Regions from separate parts of the Danio rerio genome. Here region 2 is linked to region 1. The links are chromatin contacts, called in public HiChIP or PLAC-seq maps. All regions are on one chromosome and are shown on one strand. The core of a region is the stretch at or near the end of the contact, and the rest is flanking DNA. Distances in the headings are between cores, read along the strand shown. Region 1 holds the start of prdm12a (PR domain containing 12a). Region 2 holds the start of fubp3 (far upstream element (FUSE) binding protein 3).

Evidence for each region. HiChIP or PLAC-seq counts read pairs in DNA pulled down with a chosen protein or histone mark.
Region 2: a contact with region 1 is called in an H3K4me3 HiChIP or PLAC-seq map of gastrula embryo, with 2.6 times the contacts expected there. The contact joins the promoter of fubp3 here to the promoter of prdm12a in region 1. A contact is called at or near these places in 2 of 4 datasets of contacts at active chromatin or transcription factors (embryo and gastrula embryo).

Annotation. Positions count from the first base shown.
Region 1 is chr5:1,384,341-1,390,043 of GRCz12tu, reverse strand. It overlaps prdm12a (PR domain containing 12a), which reads left to right and starts at 2,308. Exons shown (of 5, transcript XM_073951804.1): 1 at 2,308-2,546. The coding sequence starts at 2,336.
Region 2 is chr5:1,458,473-1,464,175 of GRCz12tu, reverse strand. fubp3 (far upstream element (FUSE) binding protein 3) reads left to right here and starts at 3,405. Exons shown (of 19, transcript NM_001007776.1): 1 at 3,405-3,513. The coding sequence starts at 3,415.

The sequences.
Region 1 (5,703 bases), core at 1,059-3,558:
CGATAACAGTTGATAACAGAGTTGACAGTAATGTAGTTTAAGATAATCAAGTTGCAGAGGTAATGATAATAGTTGATGATATATAGATAGATAGATATAGATATACATATTTAAAATTGTAATGGACAGTTTGAGTTACAGTAATATGTGCATCGCCTGAAGGTGGACAGTTGTTTTCTGCTTGTCTTGTAGATTTCAGAGTTGATCAAGACTGAAGCCTTTAGTTTTCCATTACAGATGATCTTAAACTCTGACCTGCAGTCAGTCTAATGCATCCGCTTTTCCGTGTGTGTGTGTGTGTGTGTGTGTGTGTGTGTGTGTGTGTTCAGTGGTGGTTTGTGGGAGGATTCATTGAGCTAAATGGATTTTTAAACACTGATGATTTTCTTTCTGCCCTCAGGCCTGTGTGTGTGTGTGGTTTCTCCTTCTCTCTCTCACACACACAGAGAGAGAGAGAGAGACGGACACTGTTGCATGTTTGTGTTTGTCAGTGGTTTTCCTTTGTGGCTTTTGCAGGTGTATTTTCCATGTAGCACACATTAGCTACAGAGAACTCCTGAACTGAGCTGTTTGTAAGTCGTGGGGGATAAACAGCAGTTTCAGTAATCTGATTTTTAATTCTCATCTGATTTACAGTTGTAGTGTTTGCGTGGCGATGATGTTCAGTAAGCATGTAGTGTTTTCAGCATTAGTTCTTTTCATTTCAGCAAGTTCAAGTTCAGCAAAGCAAACACTGAATGCACACTTCACCTTACAACTTTAACAGTTCTGTGGTGTTTCATTTTGATGAGTAAATTGTTGATCAGGCGGCACGGTGGCTCAGAGTCCTCACAGCAAGAAGGTCGCTGGTTTGAGTCTCGGCTGGGTCAGTTGGTGTTTCTGTGTGGAGTTTGCATGTTCTCCCCGTGTTGGTGTGGGTTTCCTCTGGGTGCTCCGGTTTCCCCCACAGTCCAAACACATGCGCTATAGGGGAACTGATCAACTAAACTGGCCGTAGTGTATGAGTGTGAATGCGTGTTTCCCAGTACTGGGTTGCAGCTCAAAGGGCATCCGCTGTATAAAACATATGCTGGAGTAGTTGGCGGTTCATTACGCTGTTGCAACCCCTGATAAAGGACAAAGCTGAAGGAGAATGAATGAATGGATTTGTTGATAAAGGTAAATTGCTGCATGAGATGTGAATCAGCTGATGAATGAATGAATCCATGAACGAATGAACAATTATCGGCTGAATGATCGAATGTGTGACTGAACAGCTGGATGAATCAGTGATTGAACAAAAGAATGAAGGAATGAAATAAATGAGTGCTGAATGACTGAGTGAGTGAACGCTTGAGTGATTATCTGTGCGTGTGTGTGTGTGCGTGTGTGTGTGTGTGTGTGTGTGTGTGTGTGTGTGTGTGTGCGTGTGTGTGTGTGTGTGTGTGTGTGTGTATTTCCGCATGATGTGCTAATCTCCTGAATTAGTAAACTTGCTCTGGTTAATGAGATTTCTGAAGAGGAGAAAGTGTGTGAAGTATAGAATAATGATCTGTCACGAGAGAGACTGTGTGTGTGTGTGTGTGTGTGTGTGTGTGTGTGTGTGTGTGTGTGTGTGTGTGTGTGTGTGTGTGTGTGTGTGTGTGTGTGTGTGTGTGTGAGAGCGCTTGAACAGCTGGTTAAATGTGTGTAATTGTAGGCTGTGATGTGTTAATAGTCTCTAATACAGGTGCTGAGCTGATCCACTGCTGTCAGATTAACACACACACACACACACACTCTCTCTCCCTCTCCCTCCTTACAAAGACCTGCAGCCGATTTGCGTCTTTAAAGGGGCGGCGGGGATTTGTGTGTTTGTGTGCAAGAGAGCAGAGATACGGTGTGTATCCAGAGTTGGTGTTATATAATTATTAATTACTAATAAAAGGGAAAGTGTGTGTGTGTGTGTGTGTTAAGAGAGATGCAAAGAGAAAAAGTGTGTGTGAGAGAGAGAGAAAGTGTGTGAAAGAGAGAAATAGTGTGTGTGTGTGTGTTAAGAGTGATGAAAATGGAGAAGTGTTAGTGTGTGTGTGTGTGTGAGAGAGAGTGAGAGAGAGAGTGTGTGAAAGAGAAATTGTGTGTGTGTGTGTGTGTGTGTGTGTGTGTGTGTGTGAGAGAGAGAGAGAGAGAGAGAGAGAGAGAGAGAGAGAGAGAGAGAAATATAGGGAAAGTGTGTGAAAGAGAAATTGTGTGTCTGTGTGTGTGTGTGTGTGTGTGTGTGTGTGTCAGTCATTAATAAGTGATGGGGGCCGCTGGGCTCCTATAAGAGGCTCATGTCCTCCGCTCGGTGAGAGAGTGTGTGTGTGAGTGTGCAGTGATGGGCTCAGTCCTGCCCGCCGATCCGTCAGTGCCGGTGCCGCCGGCGCTGCTGCTGAAGTCCCGGTTCCGCGGCCCGGTGTGTGACGTCATCATCAGCTCGGAGATCCTGCACAGCTTCCTGTACGGGCGCTGGAGGAGCGCGCAGCCGGAGGAGCAGAGCCCGCGGACGGCCTTCACCGCCGAGGCGCTGGCGCAGTCCTTCAGCGGAGGTACAGCTCTGATCCACTCTGTTACAGATGAACAGCAGAATCTCTCTCTCCACATTAGGTTCAGAAGCTGCTCGACTTGCATGATGAGTGTTGTACATGTGTTGCCAAAGCTTTATACAGTTTACATCAACATCTGAGTGGAGTCACGCTTTTCTAAATTACTCTAAAGCAGGAATTGCTGCTGTTGAATAGTTTTAGGGCTACTTGGATGAAAGCTGAAAGTTTTCTTAAGATCAAAACAAAAATAATAAATATAACAATAACCAGAATAACCTCCCACTACTGGGTTGCGGCTTGAAGCGCATCCGCTGCGTAAAGCAAATGCCGGAGTTGTTGATGACCCTAAATCAGAGACTGAGCTGAAGGAAAGTGAATGAATGAACTCTACATATAACAATCAACATTTTAGGATAAACAGACAGTAATAATTAATGTTCTGTATATTAACTATGGTTCATCTAGACACGCGTGAGGTGTGTGTGTCTCTCTCTCTTTCTGTGACAGGCTTTAATAGCAGGATAGGATCAGTTTCCCCCTAGTCATGACTGAAGTCGTTTAATTTTGTAGTACTATTGTTTAATTTTGTCAAGTGAGTGTAAATGCTGTGGGGTTTGGGGTGGACTCTTTCTCTCTCTCCTTTTTCTTTGTGATGCAGGGAAACACTTTTTCCCTTCATTTGCACAATGTGAAAGGTTTAAAGTTTTGTTTCTGATGATTATACTTTTAGCTGTGCAGATTTGCAGGTTATTTTTTTAAACAGATGACAGTGTTATTAGAGAAGCAGGGCAGCTACAGTATTTCACAATCAACATTTCAGGATAAAACAAACAGTTAAACAATCATCATTTGAGGATTCATTTATAATGATTTAGCGGTGTTCATCTATCCAAGCTGTTGCGTTTAATCCAGTAAATTCTTCCATGCTTATTTTTGTTATTAATTACTTATTAATTACTTAAATACTAATTTAATTAATTAGCTGTTAAAACGTGGATTATCTTCCTCCTTTTGACTTTATTTCTTCATGTCCTTTAACCTTTTTTTCTTTTCCGCTTGTCTGAATAAGGTGTCGATTTAATAAGTTTGTTGTTGTTTTAAATGATGTCTTATGCTGAACATTAGCGTGCGATCAGTCTGCTGGAGAGGATTGTGTTTGTATTTTGATTTGATCTGTTGCGCATGTTGCTTCAGTCTGACTGAGCTGTAAATATGAAGGATTTTATTGACTGAATTGGGCAGATGCGTGTTTGTGAAGTGCTGAAAGAGGTGATGCCGTTCAAATTAATTAGTGGGTAAATTCGTTTATTTCAGCAAAACTGTTGGGGGATTTCGGCTAAAACCACGTTGTCAGTTTATGTATAATCGTGAAATGCACGCTATTATTGCATTAACAGTAAATACAGCTTTCGTTTGGATTGTGCATGTGGTTAAAAACACACACAAAAACGTTTAAAACCTTGAGTTTATTTAGGAATTTTTTATTGTCATTTTGTTGCAAAATACAGAAGATGTTAGATTACTGCAGAGTAAAACAAATCAATTTAGTGCAGAAACATAATTAAAATAGTTTAATGTTGTAATAAACGTGAAAACACGCATATATATATATATATATATATATATATATATATATATATATATATATATATATATATATATATATATATATATATATATATATTTGATACGTGTAACCCTAACCCTAACCTAATATATAAGATATATAACCTAATTGTTTACATAAATCGTGTAAAATGTGGTATACTGAAAATAAATAAAAATTAGAATTAAATTTGCAGTGGAAATCGTTCAAAACAATCACGACAGGCTTGATTTCTTAATTACATAATGTGTGCTGTGGTTAGTGTCACTTTTGCGCATTGAAACAGTAAATACCACAGTTTGCTATATTATAGTTTTTAAATGTTGTGGTACTCTTTTCTTAAGTAAACTCTGGTGTATTGTAGTAGGCAATAATAAGACATAAATGTGGTATTACATAGAAACGAATTACCACGTTAAATTGGTATAGTTGTTGTGTTTCCATAGCAACTATAGAACTGACAATTATGGATGTTGAATTAACCATAGAATTAAAAGGACAGATTAATTACTAAAGTTGTTGAATTACCATGGCAACAATATATAATTATTATAGTTATTATGCCATAGCAACCATAGAATTACACCAACAGATTAATTACTGAAGTTGTTGTACTACCATAGCTACTAATCAGCACAACTGAATAATTAAATAAATTGTTGTGTTACCATCAACAACAGAAAATTACTGTAGTTTTATTACCGTAGCAACTATAAATTACATCAACGGATTATTTTTCTAGTTGTTGTATAACCATAGCAACAACAGATAATTAATATAATTACTATAGTTGTATTGCCATTGCGACTGTAGAATTACATCAACAGATTAATTACTAAAGTTGCTGTATTACAATAGCAACAAGATATTATTTACTAAAGTTGTTGTTTTACCATAGCAACTAATTAGCACAACATAATTACTACATAAATTGCTGTATTACCATGGCAACAACATTACTATAGCTTTATTACTGTAGCAACTATAGAATTACATCAACAGATTAATTACTAAAGTTGTTGTATTGCCATCGCAACAACAGATAATTACTGTAGTACTACCATAGCAACTGTAGAATTACATCAACTAATTAATAATTACCAAAGTTGTTGCATTACCATCGCAACAATACATAATTACTATAGTTGTGTTGCTATAGCAACTATAGAATTACACACGCAGATTAAATTCTAAAGTTGTCGTATTACCATAACAACAACAGATTACCACCGTAGCAACTAGAGAATTAATAAAACAGTTCAGCTCTCCTTTACAATAGTGTGCTTCAAAAACAAACAGCTCCAGTGTTTATAGCATTAAGTTACTCGAGGCTACTATTTATTCATGCGGCGCTTGTTTATTAAAAGTGCTCCGAATGAAACCGCAGGACGCCGGAGCATGCATCTCTGTCAGCGGGACTGATCTCTGGGAATTTCTCGCAGGATGATGTTCGCTCTCCAGCGTTTAGTCTCTTTTATTCTCTCCATTGAGGCCCGTTTAACGCGGTGAAAGGTGCGCGTTCGGCGTGTAACCGCGTCCGACTGAATGAAGCGG
Region 2 (5,703 bases), core at 2,156-4,655, 73 kb before region 1:
AACATGATTTATAAACACAAATTTAATTAGTAAATTCAAAACACGATTCGTAAATACACAAATTTAATTTGTAAATTCAAAACACGATTCGTAAATTCAAAACATGATTTATAAACACACAAATTTAATTCGTAAATTCAAAACACGATTTGTAAATTCAAAACATGATTTATTAACACACAAATTTAATTCGTAAATTCAAAACACGATTTGTAAATTCAAAACATGATTTATAAACACACAAATTTAATTCTTAAATTCAAAACACGATTTGTAAATTCAAAACTTGATTTATAAACACAAATTTAATTAGTAAATTCAAAACACGATTCGTAAATACACAAATTTAATTTGTAAATTCAAAACACGATTCGTAAATTCAAAACATGATTTATAAACACACAAATTTAATTCTTAAATTCAAAACACGATTCGTAAATTCAAAACATGATTCGTAAATACACTAATCCAGTTCGTTAATTGAAAACGCGATTCGTAAATTCAAAACACAATTCAAAAATACACAAATTAGAGTCATAATTCACAACAAGATTCAAAAATACACAAATCCAATTCACTTGGGGAAAATATTTATGATTTTTACTATATTCACATATTGTGTGTTGTATTTACGAATTTTGCTTAGAATATACAAATTGGATTTTGTAAATGTGAATTGTGTATGAAGTTTATTTCATAAATGTATTACTCTTGAGACTAATCTAACTCCATACCAGACAGCCCTTAACAAAGCCCTTCTCCAGGTCCACCAAACACATGTGGACTGGTTGGGCATACTCCCACGAACCCTCCACGGCCTGGATGAAACCCGCATTGTTCCTCCTGACCCATCTAGCAGCAGTATTGGGCCTAGGGAACACCATGATATTGAGTCCAAACCATGACTGATCCACCCCCATGCTTCACTTTGGGCGTCAGCAGTCAGGGTGGGATGCTTCTTTGGGGCTTTTCCACACCATAACTCTACTGGGTGTGGGAAGGTGACTTCTCCTCTGGTCTCCAGCACCGCTGTTGAATCCACTGAGATGTGTTTGAGAGTGTGATAGTCAGGTGTGTGTCCTCCTCAAGCTTCTTTTGTGTGTAATACTAGTGTCCTTTACATCTCCTTCTGTTGTGTTCTGCTGTGAATTCTGACTGTTGTAGCTGTTGAATACCTCTAATCATTCAGCGGAGTGATATAGATCTATAATGCACTCTAAACCTGCTGGAACTACTTTAGCTGTGCCTTTACCTGACAATAACCAAACACCTGAGAGTGACCATCAACCAATCAGAATCCAGCATTCAGCAGAGCTGCATTATAAAGCAGTGTAGTCAGCTGTTCTTCCGATAAATGGTGTTCAGACTGTGACCTACACCTGATACTCTGTCTGTCATTCACACCACTGAACCAATCTGCATAAGCAGCTCCAAAATCGATGGCAATTTAAATGTCTTTAACTTGTGGCCCGGCCAGAACCGCAGATGTTGCCAGATGTTCTCAGATGCTTCCACATGTGCTGAAAGAGTTCACTCAGAGTCAGTAGCTGTGTTTCAGCGGAATGAACCGTCAACTTATCCAGCTTTTGTTTTACACAGTGGATGCCTTTTCAGCAATGACCCAGCACTGGGAAACACCCATACACACTTATTCACACACACACACTCATAAACTAAAGCCAATTTAGTTCATCAATTCCCCTATAGCGCATGTATTTGGACTGTGGGGGCACCCGGAGGAAATCCACAGCAACACAGGGAGAACATGCAAACTCCACACAGAAACGCCTACCCAGTAAACTATAAACTCACCGGCTATTTTATTAGGTACACCTCACTAGTACCGGGTTGGACCCCTTTTACCTTCAGATCTGCCTTAATCTTTGGTGTTGTAGATTCAACAAGCTGCTGGAAATATTCCTCAGAGATTTTGCTCCATGTTGTCATGATAGCATCACACAGTTGCTGCAGATTTGTCGGCTGCACATCCATGATGCCAATCTCCCGTTCCACCACATCTGCATCTGAATGTGTCAGCAGAAATGGAGACTCATCAGAGCAGCAACGTTTCTCCAATCTTCTATTGTCCAGTTTTGGTGAGTCTGTGTGAATTGTAGCCTCAGTTTCCTGTTCTTAGCTGACAGGAGCGGCACCCGGTGTGCTCTTCTGCTGCTGTAGCCCATCCGCCTCAAGGTTGGACGTGTTGTGTGTTCAGAGATGCTCTTCTGCAGATCTCGGTTGTAACGAGTGCTTATTTGAGTTACTGTCGCCTTTCTGTCAGCTGGAACCAGTCTGGCCATTCTCCTCTGACCTCTGGCCTCATCAACAAGGCATTTGCGCCCACAGAACTGCCGCTCACTGGATATTTCCTCTTTGTCGGAGCATTCTCTGTAAACCCTAGAGATGGTTGTGCGTGAAAATCCCAGTAGATCAGCAGTTTCTGAAATACTCAGAGCAGCCCGTCTGGCAGCAACAACCATGCCACGTTCAAAGTCTCTTAAATCCCCTTTCTTCCCCATTCTGATGCTCGCTCTGAACTGCAGCAGATCCTCTTGATCATGTCTACATGCATTGAGTTGCTGCCATGTGATTGGCTGATTAGAAATTTGCATTAAGGAGCAGTCGGACAGGTGTACCTAATAAAGTGGCTGGTGAGTGAATGATGGAATAGTTGGAGGTTCATTCCGCTGTGGCGACCCCTGATAAATAAGGGACTACGCCGAAGGAAAATGAATGAATCAATGAATGACCGTCTTACAAATAATTAGGCTGTTAATTCTGAGTTTACCTCAATAGGCTAAATTGTAATGTTTTCACGGGTTTCACTCAAAATTCTGATGTTGTTCTTGCATTTCTGAGTTTAAATCTGGCTAATCGAAATATCTTTCCCCTTAAATTCTGAATTTTAATATATAATATCTCAAATATTGTATTTTCCTTCTCAGATTAATGAGTTGAGCGCTGGAAATGCGCTATATTAAATACACAAATTATATCCAGCAATCATAGGTTTCTCTGTTTTTATTCTGTAGCTGAAATAAGCTTTAATAGTTTAGAAATAAACATTTTGCCCCACGCAGTGATCACTGAAAGTGCTTTACATAACCGATAATTAGTCATTAATGTAAAAACACTCCAAAAGAAGTGAATCAAATACACATGTACATTAAATAAACACATCTTAACCGTACACATCAGATCAGTTTAAGCTCTTTAATTAATAAATATGAATCTCATGAACTCTTGATTCAGTACAGCATCTGCTGAGGAACCACGTGTGTGAACTCTCGCGGAGTCTCGCGCCTCTCTGAAGTCTCGCGTTGCTCCGCGGCCTGTTTCCTGTTCCGGGGTCGGTCGTGTGCGCTGTGTGTGTGTTTATGTGGCCGTGTGTGTCAGTGTGTGTAAGTGTGTGTGATGATGATGATGGCGGAGCTGGTGCAGGGACAGGCCTCGGTGGCTCAACCCGGGATGAAGGCGGACGGATTCACGGACCCGTTTCACCGCGCGCGACAGGTACGCGCTCCCGCGAATGTGTGTGTGTGTAGGAGTGCGTGTATGAGTGTGTGTGTGTGTTTAATGAGTGCGCGTTTGGACTGAGTGTGTGTAGCCTGTTAGCTGCTACTGCTGCAGGAGCTTTAAAACTCCAGCACACACACTCACACACACACACACTCGCACAGATTAAGGCCACAACACAACAATCGTCAAACACGATGTTCACACGCACACACACACACGCCTGACAGCAACTTTACTCGCACAAAAAACTACAAAACACTAGCAGCACACTGAGACTACTTGTTGCTGACACACACACACTCTCACACACTCAAAACTTCTTTCGACTCACACTGACTGAACACACACACACACACACTCCACGCGTCGCGCAACAGTCGCGAAGTTTGCGTAGTGTGAAGTTTGTTCATGTACTGCACACACACACACATGATCATGTGCTCGCAGCGGTTTCTGGACTGAGGAAAGATCTTCAGCTGTCAGAGAGCGTGTGTGTGTGTGGCCTTATCACTTCCATACTCATTTAACAGTGCATGTGTGTGTGTGACATGAGCATTTCTTAGTGTTATAATCTGATTTTACCCTTGCATATATAATTTCATGACTTAAATCAGCTTTATAATCGTCAAACATGCTAATTTCTATATTTTAAACAGTGTGGCATGTTGTACATGTGCTCAGATTAGCACTTTTTATGCTTAAAACTCTTTAATAGTACTAGTATTACATGTATATCTACTAATAGCATTTTTAGTAGCTGTAATCTTACAATCATCCAAAATTGTACGTGTAATCCTATATCTAGTCATAAAATTAAGATTATAATGAATGAAAATGCTCGTTTTGATGTTTCTTACAGTGTATTATGCTGTATATATGCTCAGATGAGCTCTATATATGCTCAAAATTCTTAGTTTGTCCTTTAAAATGAGTATTATTGCATATACACCTACTTTATGTTCGTCTTTCAGTAATTGTAATATTATTTTTGTCTCAGATTCTACATGCAATACCATATCTAGTCAAAATTAAGGATATAGTTAATTAAAATGCTGATTTTGACATCGCAGTACAGTAAAACATGTTGTACATGTGCTCAGATTAGCAGTTTTATGCTTAAAACTCTTTAAAAGTACCAGTATTACATGTATATCTACTAATTATAGCATTTTTAGTAGTTGTAATCTTACAATCATCCAAAATTGTACGTGTAATCCTATATCTAGTCCTAAAATTAAGATTATAATGAATGAAAATGCTCGTTTTGATGTTTCTTACCGTGTATTATGCTGTATATATGCTCAGATGAGCTCTATATATGCTCAAAATTCTTAGTTTGTCCATTAAAATGAGTATTATTGCATATACACATACTTTATATTTGTCTTTCAGTAATTGTAATAATATTTTTATCTCCACATGCAATACCATATCTAGTCAAAATTAAGGATATAGTTAATTAAAATGCTGATTTTGACATCGCAGTACAGTAAAACATGTTGTCCATGTGCTCAGATTAGCACTTTTATGCTTAAAAATCTTTGAAAGTACCAGTATTACATGTATATCTACTAATAACAGCATTTTAGTAGCTGTAATCTTACAATCAAGCATAATTGTACGTGTAATCCTATATCTAGTCATAAAATTAAGATTATAATGAATGAAAATGCTCGTTTTGAGGTTTCTTACAGTGTATTATGCTGTATATATGCTCAGATGAGCTCTATATATGCTCAAAATCTTAGTTTGTCCATTAAAATGAATATTATTGCATATACACCTACTTTGTTCGTCATTCAGTAATTGTAATCATATTTTTATCTCCACATGCAATACCATATCTAGTCAAAATTAAGGATATAGTTAATTAAAATGCTGATTTTGACATCGCAGTACAGTAAAACATGTTGTCCATGTGCTCAGATTAGCACTTTTATGCTTAAAAATCTTAGTTTGTTCATTAAATTTACCAGTGTTGCATGTAGATCTACTTATAATAGTATTTTTAGTAGCTGTAATCCTACTATCATCAGAAGTTCTATGTGGAGAACTACATGTACGCAAGATCAAGGTTATAATTAATTAATGTTCATTTTGGAGGTTCATACAGTAGAGCATGTTGTACATGTGCACAGATCAGCTCTTTTTATGCTCAAGTCTTAGTTTGTCCATATTATTTCA